Regions from separate parts of the Mus musculus genome. Here region 1 is linked to region 2. The links are chromatin contacts, called in public HiChIP or PLAC-seq maps. All regions are on one chromosome and are shown on one strand. The core of a region is the stretch at or near the end of the contact, and the rest is flanking DNA. Distances in the headings are between cores, read along the strand shown. Region 1 holds the start of Nuak2 (NUAK family, SNF1-like kinase, 2). Region 2 overlaps Gm29630 (a long non-coding RNA gene).

Region 1 (6,521 bases), core at 781-3,280, 51 kb before region 2:
GATGTAGGGGTGGGTGGGTGGAGATGAGGGCACTGCTCCAGGATTGAGAAATCATTAGCACAGCGGAGAGCTGCTTTCCAAGAAAGGGGGGGGGGGGGGCTAAGCAAACTCTTAACAGCAATCCTGGGTGGTCCTGCTGGGGAGTTTCAGAGCAGGATCTCCACATTTGCTGATCTTGGCTCCTTGCATGCAGCAAGACATGGGAACCTGAGAGCTCCTTTTGATTTTCTCTGTTCTGATGCAAGAGTCATTGATTTACTTCACTTCAAAATCAAATGTGATCTCTCTCTGTCTCTCTCTCTCTGTCTTTCTCTGTCTCTCTTTCTCTGTGTGTGTGTCAATCAAGAGCTGATGTGAACTCTGAACTTTGATCTCAGTTTCTCAGACACTCTAGCTCCCTCAATCCACTCTTCCTACAACAAGCGACATAGCACACAAGCCACTATTAGCCACTATTTCCTAGCTAAGCCCCCAGACAAAGCCTGGGCCCTGAAGTCTCAAGGCTTAAGCCTCTGAGGCCCTGGCACTTTATAGAAAGAGAAAGAAAAGAAAGCCCGGAAGTACACGATTGCCCAATAACTGTAACCTGGCAGCGGGCAACTGGGGACTGTGCCAGGCCTTAGCAGGAAAAACATACTTGCTCCTATTGATGGGGTTATAATCCACTCCTTTCTCCAACATCCACTCTCCTTCACCAATGAAATGACTTCTTGAATTTCAAACCAGCTACTGGCTGCAAAAGCAAACAATTAGGGGAGGGGACCATTCCCATAGTCAATAGGGCAAATGATGGCTGTACATACACACCCCCTTACAAACAGCATCCACTGGACCTGCCAAATGTTCTCCCTAAACCACCTGCTCTGAGCCTTGCGAAAATGTGAATTATAGACCTTTTATAAAATAGTTCCCTTGGTGGAAAATGAGAGACTGCACATTTTAAACAAGTAGCCAGCTAATACTCAGGCCCACTGAACTAGAGTGGAAGAAACATTGTTGTGTAACTTTTGGTAAATTTGCTGTCCTTCCAAGGGGAGGTTTCCAGATAGGAGTATTCATTCTCAACACAGGATCTGTGATCAGGGCTCAAGTGCATTCACATTTATATCTTATTTTTTCCAAGCAGCTTGTGAGACAGGCTGTGTTCTCTCTATTTTTGCAGAAGGGGAAACAGAAAACAGAGATGGAGGAACTTGCTCAGAGTTACGGATTATTATTACGATTACACATGCGTAAATCAAAAGGGCAAGTTCCCCAAAGGCCTCACATCCAAAGATGTGGCTGGAGTGCTGGGAGTGGACCTGACATTTGGGCCTGCTTTTACATTTCCCAGAATAAAAACCTATCCCAACCAAACTTAGCTTCATTTCGGCTGGAAAGGCCCCAAAGTGTCAAGTCAGAGTTAAAGATCTCCACACCTCATCCATCTACTAAGAACTGGTGCTTTCAACTTCCTCCTTCCATTCTACTCTGTTGACGTTTGTTCCCGTCAAAATTCAAGTTAAGCTCCGTCTTCTCAAACTACAGGCATCTAGTGAAGCTAAGGTTCAGGACAGATGAGCACTGTCCTGAAAACCACGGACAGACACATCTAAAATGCGCGCGCCTGGCAACGCAGCCGAGGACACCGCAAGGGACGCGCTGTGAGCTCCCGAGAGCCGGGAGCCGCGAGGGACACTCACCAGACGCCCCGAGCTCTCTCGTGCCTTCTTCACCTTCCCGTAGGTGCCCTTGCCCAGCGTCTCCAGGAACTCGTAGCGGTGCCGCAGGTTGTGTTTGTGATGGTGCCGCTTCACCGCCTGCTTCTTCATCAGAGGTTTAGGCGACTTGATGAGCCCGTCCGCCAGCGGCCGGGCGCTCTCCGAGGCCAGGGCGGAGGCCGAGGGAGCCTGGCTCGGGCGCTGGAGTAAGGCCACCGACTCCATGGTGCGGGGACCGCGAGGTGGAGTGGGTCGGGCAGCAGTAGCAGCGCGCGCTGAGCCGCGGGCTCAGAGGTCACAGCCGCACCCGAGCACGCTAGAAAGCCCCGCGTTCCGAATTGCTATAAAACGTTTCGAGGGGGAATGTCCTGACCACGCCCCTGCGTCCCATTGGCCGACTTGCCGGCGGCTCGTGACCAAAACCTCTCGCATTGGTTCACCCTCTCCTGCCCCGTTCCTCCCCTTGGCTAGGCGCGGAAAGGTGTGAATGGGGCCCCGCCCACTTGGACCCGAGGCCCAGGAATGCGAGAATGGAGGCAGAGCCGAATTAATACCGAAGTGCCAGTCTTTAGGATTGAAGGCTCTCTGAATTGCTTTAGTCTCTGAATGACGCCAACCTTGTGCTATTGTGCTGTGTTCTCGGTTGGCAAGGGACAATCTAAGGGCACTAGAAAGTCCCGAAGTATTTCTCCACATGCAGTAAATTGTTTCTTCCAAGCTCAAAATCTGAAAAGCCTTTTGATAACTTCTTGAGGTCCATAAAGGAGAAAGTGAATAGGGAGATGGAATGGGTTGGAGACTGACGCCAGCTAAGCACTGGTAGAGAGCTGTCCTGACTCCATGTTCACTCTGCTTGGATTCCACCAACCTTAATTGGATTCTGGAATCCAACAGGCCTGGGAAATCCTTACTTTGTAGGGTTGCGTGGATTCCCTCAAGATGTGGTGGCCTTGTGGATCTCCATAAATTGTGAAAAAAGCACATCACATTCCAAGGACTTACATCCACGAGCTCCTAAATCTGTAAGGAGTGTCTTGGTCCCAGGGTTTCCTCCCAGTGGATTTTTTTTTTTTTTCAAAAGAGCAGGAGGTTGGGCATAAGATTTGGCTGCATTTAAGGGGCCTGGAAGGCTATGTCCAGACCCCCCTTTCCGATGTAGAAAGTGAGTTTACTTCTGCCACACAGCTGGCAAGAAAGCCTGGAATTCAGATACTGGCCTATAGGGAAAGAGTACAGGACAAGAGGACTTCCCTAATTCTAGCTATTCCGGGCAGGCATCCCTCCCTCATCTGCAGGACCTCATCTCTAGCTGTATCTTTAGGACTTGGCAGAGGATCAAAGAGGACTACGTCCTCAATTATCAAATTAAAAAAAAAACTACTCTCTGCCCATTTTCCTACTTCTGTTTGCCCTTTGAATCTTTTCAGAGGGAATAACTGGTATCTCCTTGTCTTGGAGCTCTCTGTAGCCAGAGACCATCCACCGGGAATCAGCCTTCTCTAAGTTCGGACGGTCCATGGAAACTGTATAGCTAGTTTAGTGCCCTATCTTCTGCCAGCTTGCCTCTCCACTCTGAGTAGTCTGTGAAAATAGAAAAGGCTCAACCAGTCTGCTCTCTGTGCGCCCTGTCTGTCAGTTCCTGGGGTCTGTCCAGGCAGAGTAGGACAATGAAAAGCATGTGTCAGAGGAGCAGGCTCAGGGATGGGAGACCTGGGTTCTAGACCTGACTGACATGAAAAGAGGAGGGAGCCCCTAGCCAAGATGAGAGGAGGATAGTTTGGGGTTGCTTTCTAAAGATAGGGCTTTTAAAGCTTACTAGAAGACCCATGTCTGTTAGCTAGCTGTATCAACATTTCCTCATAAGATGAAGACTTTTTTTCAGAGGAGCCCAAGGTTTCCTTTAAGACTCAATCTAGACATTTATCACTATTCCTAAACACCCCCAATACCCAGGGCACTGCTGAACAGATAAAGGTGCACAGTGGATTCATACAGACCAGATGGATGGATGGACACAGGAGGCAAACAAACAGACCTGCAGGCAGAGGAGTGAGCCATCAGAACCATGGAGAGAACTGAGAGATGGCTCAGCAGGTAAGGGCACTGACTGATCTTCCAAAGGACCAGGATTTCATCCCCGGCACCCACAAGATGACCCACAAAGAGCCATAACTCCAGTACCAGGGGTTCTGGCCCCCTCTTCTGATCTCCAACGACATCAAGCATGTATCTTCTGCACAGAAATGCATACTGGCATAAGGCTGTACATATGAAATAAATTAACAACAATTGTTTACAGAACTACTGATTAGAACAACCAAGTGCCAGAACTAACTTTCATTCTGTGTAGGGAGGACCTGGGATGTGGCTCAGTGACTTAAAGATTGGGCTTAGCTCTTTGGAGGATTTGTTAGGACGTTTAAGCTGAGCTGAGTCACCCTCATTCAGTTTGTCTGCCTCACGCTCTAGTCTTAGGAGGAAGCACTTCTTCTAACCCTTGCACCCAGTCACCAACTACTTAGCCCAATGATTCTCAACCTTCCTAATCCCTTGACCCTTTAATGCAATTCCTTGTATTGTCGTGACCTCCCAACCATAAAATTATCTTTGTTGCTACTTCATAACTGCAATTTTGCTACTGTTATGAATTGTAATGTAAATATCTGATACGGGGGCTCTCTGATATGTGACTTCTGAGAAAAGGCCCTGCAATTCTAAAGAGGTCATGACCCACAGGTTGGGAACCAAGGATTTAAAGACTCTTGTGGAAAATGAGCCTTCTGTGCAGTCACCGGGAATAAGTATCCATTCCTGAACTCCTGAACTCCATAGTCTGAATGTGCTGTGACAAGTATTATGTGCAGTGGGGGAAATGGGATGGGAATGGGTAAGGCAGGTATCAGGCACATCTAAGGGGGATGACTACTAATTAGTTCCCCACTCTCGAGAATTTTTCTGCCTAACAAGAGAAATAAGATAAATAAAGAAGATAAAAACAAAATAAGCTTCCTCTATAATCTAGGACAGAAAGTGGGAGACCTCTCAAAGTGGTGTGAAGTACAGGTATATGGCAGAAAAGTTGGATCTTATCTGGTTCAGGAGTTCAGGGGTCAGGGGGTGCTCAGAGGAAGCCACTTGGGTTTTGAAGTGGTGGGTGAGACATAGATTAGTCTTAGGCATGACATGGAGAGGCAGGGAGAAAGAACAGAGAGAGCTAATGCATTTGTTTTCTGTGTATCCGAGAACCATAAGGGGTCTCTAGGACACAAGAGTATCTACTCCCCAGGACTATTGGGGCAGATCTCATTTTTTCCTCTGGGAGAAGAGCAGATGCAGGACCCAGCTCACCACCCACCTCCAGCCAGAGACCTGGGTCATTAAATTGCCTTTTCCCAGAACTCAGATGAGTTATGGCCCTCGGTCAGCTCTTAGCCCCACTCTGTGGTGGACAGTAAGGCCTGGATATGTGGACCTTTGCCCTCTTAGGGGCTGATGGAATTGTGTGAACAGGAACCAGCCAGTTAGAACTGGTTCTCCAAACCAAGGAGGTATGACTCCAAGGAGCTGGCTTAAAACCCTGTAGTCTAGGAAATTGAGGGCTCAAAGCTGCTCTCTTCTGGCCTAATTGAGTATAACAGGGCTTGTGTCATGGCTGAAACTGACTACAATGTCTATCTACTGTTTGTTGCGCTGACCTAAGTTCTAAGCATCCTAGGCATAGTGTCACCAGCTAGAAAGTCGCATAGCTGGAGGTAAATAATCATGATAATCTCCATGTCATGGGTCAGATCATACAACACCTGTGGGGCCCAAATGCATTCTGGAAATACAAGCAAGCTGGAGCTACAAAGGTACAAGCTAAAATTCTAGCAAGTCCTACAAGGAATGTGACAGCCTGTGCTGGCCTTAGCTGGCCTGTCCGGATGAACTCACTCCTCACTAGGAACACTACCATATGATTATGCCCACTGTGCCAATGAGTAAGCTAAGCCACAGAGAGATGAAGTTCCTGTCCCTACAGGGTCACATAGACTGCACCAGAAATGGTGGGCTTATGGCTAGGTAAGGATTCTGGTTTGCTCAGGCTCCTGATGCTCTGTACTCATGTATGAAGCATGTCACATGTCTCCTTCATGAGTTTGCTTTGGGACCAAATGAGATATGAAGTTACCAGATGGATGGTGTCCTCCTATCTTGGGTTTTGGCTAGCCTTCCGTCTTTTGGCCAGTTCTGGCAGAGATCCAATTATGTTTCGGGGAGGCTGTACAACAAGGTCTTAACAGACACTTGAGCTGTTTGATCTGACCCAGGCCAGAGTGAAGATAAGCTCAGAGTTAGTGAGTGACTGTTGAAACTGTCTGGGGCTTGAGAGCTATGCTGGGGGGCACAGGAGAAGCTGGGGAACACAGAAGAAGCTGGGGGACACAGGAGGAACTGAGGGACACAAGAGGAGCTGGAGGACACAGGAGGTGCTGAGGGACACAGGGGGAGCTGGGAAACACAGGGGGAGCTGAGGAACACAGGAAGAGCTGGGAAACACGGGAGAAGCTGGGGGGACACAGGAGAAGCTGGGGGACACAAGAGAAGGCTGTGGAGAGAGGAAATGAAGATGCTCTTAACTATCCCACATACTAAATTTTAAGCTCAATGGTGGGTATCTATTTTTATTTTTATTTTCTATTTTATCCTAAATTCTAGTGGTTCCAGTCAGTGCTTTGCAAGGGGCTCCTCGCCTTCCTGTTAGTGGTAGAACACAGAGATCTTCCTCCTTGTCTGCCCTTTGACCGACATCCTCTTTCTGACCTCTGAGGTTCTGTAACT
Region 2 (6,271 bases), core at 2,863-5,362:
GCTGGGAGTTGGAATTCAGGCCCCCTAGGCTTGCACAGGAAGCACTTTACCCCACCCCAGCACTTGCCTATTTTAGTCTTGGGGAAAGTTCTGGCTTCAGAAAAGGATAAAGTTTAATTTTACCTCAGTTCCTCGAATCAACAAGGCTTTCCTTTTTTAGTTGTATTTTCTTTTCTTATAGTTGCAGGGATGGAAGCTGGGGCCTCGCACATGCTCGGCAACACTCTGCTGCCACCGAACCTCATCCCCAGCCGCTCCACAAGAATTCCCCTCAGGGGGCTGTGGGGGTGGCAGGGTTGGAAGAAGAGGAAGATTAAAATAAAACAGCACTGCAAACACAAATAACCCTTCTTAATTTCGAGGCTCACCAGCAACCTCTATAGATCTGGACAATGTGGTCTGGCACCTCTCTATTTATGACTGGCAACAAAAATAACGCGGTCCTTAACCAATTATTTTAAAAAGTTGGTAGCACAGCATTTCTGTGAATGTCAAAAGAAAACAACAAAAATAGAGCCTTTAAGAATTTCTTCCATCTGGCATCCTGCATGCACACTGGCTGAATAAAGATGTAAACAGTACAGCCCACTGTAGAACAGGCCTCCTGCTCTATATAGAGAACACAGCCCAGGGTTCCCGTGTGACGTGCAATGAACTGGATTCTGCTACTTCAGCCAGTATACCCTGCACCTGTTACCAATCCTGGAAATCACTGAGTGGCAGTTGTGGCCCTGAGATAGGCAGAAGCAGTGACCTTTACAGACATGAACACAACCAAGGCCCTGGGGATGACAGCCTGTCCCAAGCTAAGGCTGCAGGATGGAGGCCACCAGAATGTCTTGCAAGCCTTTTGTTCATTTTAGGGACTTCTCTTCAAAGGAACAAATAAGAGGCAAGATCTGGGTCATAGTCTTGAGGCTTCAAATGTCTGTTTGCGTTGGGACGTGCTCAGAAGTAAGCAGGTGCTTTCCAGAGTGAATGCAGAGCCAGGCTTGAAAAGAGATGAGTAACTATTGAGAGAGTTTTCCACCCAAGGAGCCAGGTTTGCAAGGACACAGTGGGGCAGTCAAAACTGGAAAAATAAAAATAAAAGCCCTTCATACTTAGGAGTTTGCTGAGTAAGGAGAGAAGAAACCGGAGTGCTGATTTTTCCCTATTACTGAGAACATTGTAGCTGCCTTTTGCTACTTTGTAGGTGCTTGTTTCTTCCACCCTTCTCCGCCACTTTCCACCTTTCAGTCCCTTGACACTAGATAGGAGAGAAACAAGGACAGAGGAGAAAGGGGGCAATGTTATCATAAGACTACTTCCTGCTATCGGGATATCTAATTTCTTGTTGTTTCTTCTTTCTGCATGACTACTTAACAAACCATGACCAACCAGCAACCACTGACAAAAAACCACCAATCACCAATCACCAACTCCACCTCGGGAGGGCAGAGGGTGGGGGATGAGGGTGCAGGTGGGGGTGGGGGGAGGACTAGCACTTACATACCCTCTGAAAAGTTCCCAGAATTCCAAACATCACACAATTGCAGAAACTATCTACAGCTGGCAAAAATCACAAGGCAAGCCTTAGTCAGCTGCTCTGAGCAGTCCCTGCACCTGGGATTAAAATGAAAGCACATTCCGTTTGTTTGTTTGTTTTTCACTTTGTTTTGTTTTTAAGAAAACAGACTTCTCCATACGGAACAGCCAGGGAGAAGCCTTGCCTTGGTATTTTATTTGGCCAAAGTTCAAGATCTCAATGCCGAGGCTTCTTCAGGGTCATTGCGTAGCTGAAAGGTGAGAAGGCAGGGTTGGTGACTCTCTGGAATCAAGAGGCACTTAAGTCCTGTTTGTTGTGCAACTGGACTCCAGGCATGCAGCGGGGTGGGGAACATAGTTAGAAACACACACTGCCCAGCTGAGAAGCAGGAGGAAGCTCTGTGTGCTGTGTTGTTTGAGATGAGGCAAATGCCTCTTTCTTATAGGGCTGCACCAGGAGTCTGAGACACTGTCCTCAGAAGGGCGTGACTTTAAAGAGTCACTCTGAAAGTAGTGTCCTCCAGAAGATCCCCCATGACAGGAAAGTGAGGCTGGTGGCAGCTATGCATCTGGGAGGGGACCCTTTTGACCGAGGTTAGACTTTTCCTCTGCCTAGAATTCTAGGCATGACCTATTCAGCATCTAGTGTATGGTTCTCCCCCACCCCACCTCCCTATTTGAACTTTCTCTTCCTTTCAAAAGATCAAACAAGTGAACAACTTCCACAAGTGTAGCTTGTATTGTTATAGCATGGAGACAGGACAGCAGTGGAGAAAGTGGTCTTCTCTGCATTAGCCTGGTGGCATCTGGGATGAAGAACTAGATTCTAGGGTATCAGTATGCTCTATACCTGCATATTTTGTCCAATCAATAGGGAAAAAAAGAGTGTCTTAGTTAGGGTTTTACTGTTGTGAACAGACAACATGACCAAGGCAACTCTTATAAAGGAAATATTTAATTGGGGCTGGCTTACAGGTTCGGAAGTTCAGTCCATTATCATGGACTGATAGGTGAGAACATGGCAGTGTCCAGGCAGACACGGGGCTGGACAAGCTGAGAGTTCCACCTCTTGTTCTAAAGGCAGCTAGGAGAAGACTTGCTTCCAAGCAGCTAGGACAAGGGTCTTAAAGCCCATGTCCAATGTGACACACCTACTCTAACAAGGTCACACTGAAAGAACCTAGTGGTGAAACCCCCACTCAGCTCCCGATTCGGCTTGCACCCAAGAATCACGAATAGAACACAACACCTTGATGTAACAACACGAGGTATTTTAATGGCGGAGCTCCGGGTGGAAATGTATCTAACACGGGAGACAGTGGATTCGACCACGAGGCTTGGAAGCTAGGGGTTTTTATAGAAAAGGAGTGGGGCTGGGGGAGGAATTGGCGCGGTTTCACATGATTGGTCCATTTAAACATCAGGAGCCTGTAACATTTAACTTAGGTCAGAGGGGTGGGAGATAGGGAGGTGATGGGCTTGCCCGGGCATGTCCTGGTCTGTTCTGCTATGTTCTCAGCCCCAGGTTTCAAAGCTCACAAACAACTCTTTGGGCTATTTGACATACATTACATAAATCACAGGTCTCGAGTTTTATTTCCTTTCAACACCTACTCCAACAAGGCCACACCTACTCCACAAGGCCACACCTCCTAATAGTGCTGCTCCCTGGGCCAAGCATATGCAAACCATCACACAGAGCCTGAAAAGGAGGGCTGTAAAAGACATGGGCACCTTGTAAATATCCAAGACAGAGCCATTCTTAGCGTTCCCTCTGCTGAGGAGTTACAGGGATGCACTGTCCACCTCCCTGTACATACTACTCAGTTGCCACAATGCTGCTGCTGGCTCTGGGATCCCCCGGATCTGACTACCGCCTGTTCAGCAGTCGTCACAGCCACTGGGTAGGATCCCTTGAGGCCTCTCTGCATACAGTGCTGCCTCTCACACACGCTGAATGGGCAGCTCCTGGATCCTGGCAACTGTCAGAGCCCCACACTCTAAGAACTGACTCGTGCTCCCCAAATCCCTCAGACTTTCAGCTACAGCTCCTGGGATTGCCCCTTTTTAGAAGCCTCCTTTCTCAAGCTACATGGGTGGCAGTAGAAACTAACAGGAAGACAACCCGAGAGAGACAGGCACCATAACCCCGGATGTCCTTGGGTTCACTGCAATCCTCCTGCCTCTGCTCTTGGGTTCTCAGAGCCTTGCTGAGTGTTACCTGGTACAGTTGATTCTAGAAAGTTTTTTTTTAATGCCTTGGCAAGTTCCAATTTACCCTGATGTAGACCACAATGACCTTTAAGACTCCTAGAGCAGAATCTTTCCTGATAGCCATATTGCTTAGGACTCTGTCACTCTACCCTCTGATCCTTCAGTCGCCATTGTGTCACTGGTAGGGCTATAGCAATGCTGCACCAGGCTGAGTTCTCTTATAACCTCACCCATGGTCTCCCCATTCTTTGAACCGACTCTTACTCATCCTTTGCCTTAACCATGACGTCATTTTCAAGAAGTTCCCACACCCAGTGTCTGTGGTAACTATCTCCAGACAGCCTGTGCCATCTTCAAAGGACATGACTCAGCATCTGTAACTGACTCTTGACCTCTCCATCCCAGCACCGGGCTGTGTTCCTTAAGAGCAGGAGCTGTGAGCCGGGGGTGGTGGCGCATGCCTTTAATCCCAGCACTTGGGAGGCAAAGGCAGGCGGATTTCTGAGTTTGAGGCCAGCCTGGTCTACAAAGTGAGTTCCAGGACAGCCAGAGCTATACAGAGAAACCCTGTCTCAAAAAAAACAAAAACCAAGGGGGGAAAAAAAGAGCAGGAGCTGTGTCTGCTGTTGGTATTGTTTGCCACTTTATCACAAGAGCACAGGATTGCAAATTAGTTGTTGAATTTGTATCTCTGGGTGTCCTGCACAGACAGGTTCTCTCCTTGGGAAGCAGTCTCACCATACTCCGCTCCTGAGAAACTTATCCCCCACCTCCCTCTAGCCCGAGTCCTCTCAGCGTCTATTGAAGATGGGAAAACCCAAGGTGTCTTTTTCTACTGTCACAAACCGTGCCTCTTCTGACACCTGATAAATGAGTTTCCTCCTCACATACTGAGCAATTCTGATGCCACACTCCCCAGCAGACACCAGCTGATTGTCCCCTAGTTCAGTTCTGACACTGCCTCCTGAAGAGAGGGAAAGACCCCTCAGGTGAGGGCTCCGTCCAAATATGACCTCTCCTGAGGTCTGGAGATACCATACATCCTGTGCTCTGACCAATCTGGCTCAGAAGCAGGGATTTGCAGGCCGTTCTTTGCCAACTCCTCCCTTGGGCCTGCTGTTGACCTATTATTGGAAAGGAACGGTATCCCTGTCGCCATTTTGCAGCTGTCTTCTTCGCTCTGGGTATTTCTGTTCTGCAGTCACCTCCAGGAACAACAGGGCTGAGAAACATCTGTGACTGGAATGGAATCTACCACTGCCTTCTTTCACCAAGGCCCACTTGACTAACTCTGATAATAATCAGCTAGACCCCACTCTGACTGAGGCCTTTTGTCCTGGGTCTGTCTCATGTGATTCGAATCCCTTCACCAATTCTTCTCATTTGGCTTTTTATTATTATTATTCAAATAAGGGTCTCACTCTGGAGCCATGACTGCCTTGCAACTTGCTATTGAGATGCCAAAGCTTTTAAATTCAGACTCCATTTTAGAGAACCTGACCTAAGTTTGAACTCAGGTAGACTAACAGGCTGGTATCCAGCACTAGTTTCCAAGTTGCCGCCCCCCCCCCCCAACAAAACCTGAGCCTAGCTCCAGTCTCTAGGCTAATCCCCAACAAGACCAGTGTCTCTTGGTTATCCCCCCAACAAACCTGCACCCCAGGTTACAAGCCCACCCCTTGCCTAATGACCACCAATGAAGAGGGGAGCAGAAGTTAAGTTTATGTTAGGACTCCCAGCACCAGCCAATTATGTTAAAGGCCACAGGAGCTTTCCAATTAGATGTTTGCACAAGTATTCCCTGCTTGCTGCTCACTATAAAGCCTTGCCCTGATAGACATTCGGGGCTCTCCCACCACCAAAACCATCCTGTGTGATGGTGGTGCATTGGAGGTTGGGGGAGCAAGCTAGCTCGAATAGAATAAAGACCCTGCTGTGAGTTGCATCAGATTGGCTTACTAATATTTTCCTGGCACAACACTATGTGTACTAATTATTTTGCATTTAGGCAAATGACTGAACCTGATTTTTTTTTTTTTGAACCCTCAGGATAGCTGGCCATCAGTGTGTGATATTATCTCAAAACAACAGTGAGCAGGTTGAGCTGAGCTAAGCTGAGCTGAGCTGCTGCTGGTCATTGACACAGCCCATTGACACAGTGACAGGTCATGAAACTAAGTTGGGTGTACTTCCCTTCAACTGATTTCAGGCTTCTGACCTTTAAGTACCAGTTGTGCACACGCACACGCACATGAACACATGCACACACACACACACACAGCTTCTTAGGGGTGTTTCCTTCACTGAGTATGCATAGGTGTTATGTGGATTCTTTTTATTTCTTGTCCGGTGTTCTTCTCCCTTGTTGGTGTAATATAGAGGCTGTTAAAGCCAAAAGCTCTTTCCCCAATCTCCCTTGATGCTCAAGATTAAACATACAACACAGAGCCAGGGGCAGCAGGGAACCCTTGTTGTCCTGTCTTAATTACATGCTGGTCTCGTAGCCTGAGCAGAACTTGTTGCAGCAGTA

Evidence for each region. HiChIP or PLAC-seq counts read pairs in DNA pulled down with a chosen protein or histone mark.
Region 1: an H3K27ac HiChIP or PLAC-seq map of embryonic stem cells shows a contact between it and region 2, with 11 read pairs. The contact joins the promoter of Nuak2 here to the enhancer-like site in region 2. A contact is called at or near these places in 3 of 39 promoter capture datasets (embryonic stem cells, macrophages and trophoblast stem cells), 1 of 15 datasets of contacts at CTCF or cohesin (the NIH/3T3 cell line), 1 of 484 Hi-C or Micro-C datasets (embryonic stem cells), 3 of 115 datasets of contacts at active chromatin or transcription factors (bone marrow-derived macrophages and embryonic stem cells) and 3 of 9 other capture datasets (adipose tissue, liver and pancreatic islet).

Annotation. Positions count from the first base shown.
Region 1 is chr1:132,311,634-132,318,154 of GRCm38.p6, reverse strand. Nuak2 (NUAK family, SNF1-like kinase, 2) reads right to left here and starts at 2,030. Exons shown (of 7, transcript NM_028778.4): 1 at 1,683-2,030. The coding sequence starts at 1,925.
Region 2 is chr1:132,262,577-132,268,847 of GRCm38.p6, reverse strand. Gm29630 (a long non-coding RNA gene) reads left to right here. Exons shown (of 4, transcript XR_387388.2): 4 at 182-247. Among named protein-coding and RNA genes, the nearest start is that of Gm29630, 13 kb to the left of the region's middle. Within about 2 kb of position 4,112, at least 76 of the 459 cell types and tissues checked have an H3K27ac peak or open chromatin away from gene starts, as enhancers often do. A contact at or near this core is called in the NIH/3T3 cell line, embryonic stem cells and trophoblast stem cells, where this site is marked.